2 separate regions of the Drosophila melanogaster genome follow, and region 1 is linked to region 2. Evidence: chromatin contacts called from public targeted proximity ligation data. All regions are on one chromosome and are shown on one strand. The core of a region is the stretch at or near the end of the contact, and the rest is flanking DNA. Distances in the headings are between cores, read along the strand shown. Region 1 holds the start of sNPF-R (short neuropeptide F receptor). Region 2 holds the start of kug (kugelei).

Evidence for each region.
Region 1: a targeted proximity ligation map of the Kc167 cell line shows a contact between it and region 2, with 4 times the contacts expected there. A contact is called at or near these places in 8 of 107 Hi-C or Micro-C datasets (the Clone 8 cell line, the D17-c3 cell line, the Kc167 cell line and 3 more) and 1 of 7 datasets of targeted methods (the Kc167 cell line).

What each region holds. Positions count from the first base shown.
Region 1 is chr3L:20,087,461-20,090,429 of dm6, forward strand. It overlaps sNPF-R (short neuropeptide F receptor), which reads right to left and starts at 1,547. Exons shown (of 3, transcript NM_001275157.1): 1 at 1,410-1,547.
Region 2 is chr3L:20,003,863-20,006,748 of dm6, forward strand. kug (kugelei) reads left to right here and starts at 1,439. Exons shown (of 21, transcript NM_001300197.1): 1 at 1,439-1,627. CG7668 reads left to right here. Exons shown (of 3, transcript NM_168830.2): 2 at 1-501; 3 at 555-972. The coding sequence ends at 687.

The DNA of each region.
Region 1 (2,969 bases), core at 297-2,796, 84 kb after region 2:
TTACTTAGATCCATGGTTGCTCCATTGCTTCCCCACCTTTGAACTATCGTAGGAGTACACCAACTGATGCTAGAATTGCATATAGAATTGCTTCGGGCTTGCGGAATCCTTGAAATGAGCACGCGTATCACGTATACGCAGTGTGCGTCTAAAGATGATCCGATTGAGGGGACTAACTTGGCTGAACTTAAACTCCGCAGGCAGAGTTGAGAACGAGTTTGCATGTGACACCAATGTTCCGCTAATAAGTAAATCAAAGCATCAATCATCCTAAATCACACGATTATCACTTATGACATCTGCGTCCCAAGACAATAATAATGATTAACGTTACGTATACAACGCAGCTAACTTGACCAATTTCCACCTGAACAACATGGTCATTAGCATGCGCCCTTGTTGGGCAAAGCAATCAATGCATTTGTTTATCGAATCAACAATTGATGGATGGCTGGCTGGCTGACTGACTGAATGACTGGCATCCATGTCAGAGGGGATCAATTAGAATCAATCGAAAGTTGTTCGGACTGTCTTTTGTTTATCGTTTCGCCCTACACTCGAGGACCTATTAAAATTAAAGGGAAATTTGCATTTTTAATTAAGGAACAGTGACGACTGAGCCATTTGACTTGGCCATAAAATGTAAACGGACTACGTGGCTCCCCCACCACCACTTTCGATTTCCTTTTAAATGCAATTGGGTTTTCCTAATGTTATCTTCTTTTGCTCTTGCTTTCCATTTAGCCTTCTTGTGCTGTTCTCCATTTTGCTGCTGCTAACTTATTTGTTTTGTCGCAAAACAATATAAAAGTTGAATGTTTTTTTCGGGACCTCCAGTAGGAGGCCCACCAGTCTTTTTTGGCAGCGGAAAAACTTTTCTTTGTGGGAGCGAAAGAAAAGGCCGCAGGAGAAAGTTGACTTGAATTCAATTTGTTCGGATCGTAATGAATATACTCGGGGTTATACATACATCGGTCTGGCCAAAAAACATGTCAAACTTATTTTCGAATACATTTGAGCGTTCCGCCCATACTCACCCCACACTGCGGGATGCTTTAATTTAATGATTTAATTTCAAACTGGCTTCCAGTAAGTTAATCTTTAACTCGCACTCTGGCCGTTAATTATTATTGTTGGGCATTGAGACAAACAGCGGAAAGGCGAAAAGTTTTGGCCCGGCTGGCCACGGGAAAAAGTACTAAACAGGGGGTATAAATAAAAACCGAAAGCTGTCGACCGCCGACGTGTCAACACCGCGTATACGAAATGTATATAAATACAGGGAGGGGAGAAACGGCTCGGAACACAAAAACCAAAAACCGCAAGGATGGAGGCACTCGAGCACGTTTCGGCACTTGTTTGGTCTCCCTTTCACTGCCTCGCTCCCACTTTCGCTATCAGTTCTTTACCGCACAATGAAAATATGTTTCCTTTGCCTTCCGCCGAAGAAAATTTTTCCTCTGTTTGAAAGTCTTGTTTGGGTTTTTCTTTCGGATTTTTCTGCCGATTTTCGCGTCCGTCGTCAACGAAGAATCACAGGCAACTGAACGGTCCAACTTCGTGCGGCTAAACGGCCGACCAACAGGTTACTTGCTGATAAGACCTCGTGAAGAGCCGAGCAACTCGAGTCGTTTCCCTCGCTGCGTATACGTTATATGCAGCATCGTCGGGCTATTACGTATACGCAGCGTTTAACTCACTCAATTGCAAGGGCTTTGAGTGGGCGAGCCAAAAATTGAGTGACTTTTCGTGTCACAAGTGCTGAGTGATTCATGTCAATTATCTGCAAGCCGAGCAGAGCTGAGTGGATGACAGTTTGCGCCCTGAAATGAGCCGTAAACCGCGGAATTCGGTAAGAGGAACTTCATAAATCCATCGCTGAAAGAACCACTGATGTCATGTAAAAGTTTATAATTCGGAATTTGTATCTAAAACCTTAAAGATCGATTTTCTTTCTGCTGAATTTGCAAGGAACTTACCGGCTCGCTAATATTATTAAATACTTTAGGTCTTCACAGGTTACTATATTTAAATAAAGAACTTAAACCAATATGAACAAAAATGTATCTCCTTCTTGTTTGCTTTAATGGGGACCCAACAATTAGCTAATCAAGCATTATATTTCATTTCTTTCGCACACAAGCAGATAGACCATAAATGTATCTCATCCAATTATCGCCATCAGCCTGTGCTTACCTTCTAAACTTCCTCATATATGTATTTACTTCCTACGTTCGTCACCTCATTTCGTCGCTTCTCGCAATTTTACACCCAGCTCTTTCGTCACTGCAATGGTATATCTAATTGTCCTTTAAAGTTGTAACAACTTTAAAACTTTTAAAACGAAATATTGATTTATAAAACTGATAAATATTTAAAATATTTTAATAGCTACGTGAAAAATATTCTTAAGTAATTAGGAAATAATTTTTTTAAATAATGAATACATTATTATATATATTATATTATTATAACTTTCTCACCACATCATGTTCCAAATAATAAAGAAAACCCAGAATGGGTATCACGTAATCCGAATACAACCTTAGTGTCCTTATTTGTTTTTTTATCTGTCGCCGGAAAGTTCCACAGGAAATCACAAGCAGTCAAGGGCGTTCGGAGAGGGCTACAAGGGATGTGCCAACTGATGCAGCTGCGATTTATTTATTAAAGCCAAGTCGACAAACAGTTTACACTTGGGACGAGACTCCTCCTCCGGAGCCACCGATTGTCGTCCCTTTTCCATCGTCCTCGGAAGAAGGCTTCATATTTTTAAGCACCTCACCTGACACATTTATGCTCTGCCAGAAGTGAAGTGAATAGTGGCCGCTTTTCAGAATCCCATCTCCCTGCGAAGCCTCACTCTTTAGTCCTTTAGCCGATTACCATAAACAATGGCAACTTTCTACCTGAGACGACTCATCCTTACTTTCAGACTGCGACTCATACTCTTAGGGGAAATTTGTGTA
Region 2 (2,886 bases), core at 189-2,688:
GTCTGAGTATAACGTTAATAATAAGGACCACGATGAATTCGTATTACTGGGCTCTTCCAAGTTGCCTTCAATTAAATTGGTGACACTACCTGATTTCGAACCCTTTGCCTCAGTTTTCGAGGATATTCCTTCTGCCGGTCGTGGTTGGATGATAATCCAGCGTAGAATCGATGGCAGTTTCGATAACGCCACTGAATCAAATATAATAACGGGCTGTGGGGATTTGGGTGGCGAGTTCTGGCTTGGCCTACAAAAATTGCATAAAATGACGACACATCGACGAATGGAACTATATATCCAGCTCGTCGATTTCGACAATGCTAGTGCTTATGCAAGATATGATAATTTTGTTATTGGCGATGAAAAACAGAAATACAAACTGCTTTCCCTTGGCGAATACTCAGGAAATGCTGGCGACGCATTTCGCAGTCATATAAACCATATTATTGTTGGAAATCCGTTTGCAATGGAATCATCGAAATGGTGGGGTACAATGAACTGGTATGTATGAACTTGTTTTTGTTTAATGATTTTGAAAAATAATTCTTTTTCAGTAACTTGAACGGAAAATATCGGAATTCCAAAGTTGAGTTGGACACGACCGATGGCATTTGGTGGGGTAATTGGAATGTTGGTAATAGATATCCCCTGAAGTCGTGCAAAATGCTAATCAGACCAATGCCGTGAGCCAAGTATAATGGCTTGTCAAATAACATTGTCACGGAAATAAAAGTTGTAAAATAATTTCTACCTGTTCATTTTCAGCCTAATTATTGTAGAATGTTAAGTTTTAGTGTCGACCAAAGAGTGGATAACAGGCTTGAAGGTCCTATAAATGCTGTATGCTGTATTTGCAAGTAAAATCTAGCTTCGCTTGGTATTTTTTTTATCGTAATAATACCGACTTTGTTATTTTACGGTCGAGGGAAATTTACATGAAAATCCCACCAGATGGCGCGTTTGATAAAATCGATTTTATCGCAGGAATGCCGTATTAAATTGCCCAAGTTTCTATAAAATATAAATATATTTTGATAAATAGTAATAATAATACATAATAGAAAAAAAAAAAATAAAACATAAAAATCTGCAGAAGGCAACAAATTGCATCTAACAGTGAAGTGGAGCATTTTCCTAGCCTCACAAAATATTTAGCAATAACAAATACATTTGTCTAAAACATGTAACAAGTCAGACATATGCATGTTCTCCGCAATAAAGCTGGGATATTTTTACCAGAGAGGGTCAAAGGACTCAATAACAGAAGGGGAAATAGGGGTGCTCCATGCTCAAGCTGGTCCGGATGAGCTCGAAGTTGCTGTTGGAGGTTGCAGCTGGAGGTTGCAAGCGCAGGACATGGCCCAACTCGTTAGGACCTCGAAACGAAAAGTCGAATCAGTTGAATTTCTGTTCTCATTGACTGCGGTTTAAGTTGCTTTAAATCGCAGTAAACGGTGTGCGTCGTCGGTAGCAATTGAATGAGAAGGGAAAGTATGTTTCAATCGAAAGTCGCGTTGTTCCGTTAATATGACTCGAGCTTAGGCGACGATACGCGAGTCGATAAATGTATCTGCGCCCATACGCATTTCCAGTGCAAGTGATGTTTATCTGTAAAATGCAGAAATATGTACGTATTCGTGTTGTGTGCCACAAATACGTCCGAGTTGACCAATAGTCCACGATAATATTGCTTTACATATAAGTGTAACAGTGAATTGGGGTTGCATAACCCCCTGTGGTGATACAGATAATGAGAAACCAAATATATCCAACCAAAAATCAGTGGAATAAACCACAACATACACCTCCGCACAGGAAACTTCTGCGATGGTCTGGGCTACATTTCTTGAATTGCGAAGCCATTGCAATGAGGATTATGGGAAACCAAAGGGTTCCATTCCTTGTATACGTCCTAGTGATTTGTGATATTTTTAGGGGGCATCAACCTTAATTGACACCCAAATATATTGCCAGGGATCCATGTTTTTAATGAAAACTATAGCATTTAAATAAAGCTGTTTCCAAATTTTGATACAGTTTAAAGACTTTTTTCACATATCAGTTTGATATGTTCCTTTAGAAGAAACCAAAGCAACAACAATATTGTAGGCGAACCAAATAAATAGGACTTCATTTTAATTAGTTAAGTGCTTTCTTTAAAATTGCACTCGACAAAAACCAAAATATTATTTTTTATAATATCTCCATATTACAAATTTTGTTGTTATCTTAAATGCAGCCCTTTAAAACGTAAGATAAAGAGTTATTCGTGAAGGAAATTATTTTGTTTCAGAATTTATTTTTATTGGCGAACATACAAATAATTTAAACATTTAATTAGTCTTGACAATTGGTTTTGACCACTTGTTGAAAGGTTATTAAAGCGATTTTTTTGTATTGTTCGAAAATTTTGTATTTATTAGACAAAGGCCTCGCTTAAATTCGTGTCAATTCGCGCTTAGCAGTATAATCGATCTGGAAATTATCGGCTACGCACTATCGGTGCTGTCATCGAGTCTCGCAATATTCGATTCTTGCAATCGATTTTAGCATTTTCAAGAGAGAGCAATAGCGGGCGGAGTTATCGGCGATCGTAGTTAGTGGTGCATATGTACATGCAGCTGCCAATTAATGTGAGTGTGTAATCCGCGTCTAGAGTTCCGGAAATCAGAGATGAATGAAAATACAAACCGATGAAAGTGATCGCCCCCGAAGTTACCGAGCAACCAGCGAAAACACCGAATATTAGATAGTTCCAGACAAGTTGTGGGATCCACTCTAAATTACAAAGGTATACACACATATGTACCTGAGTGCGTTTGTATGTGGACCAAACATTTTCCAAAAAGATATATCAACCGAGAATTGTGCATTTCTGTGTTTTAA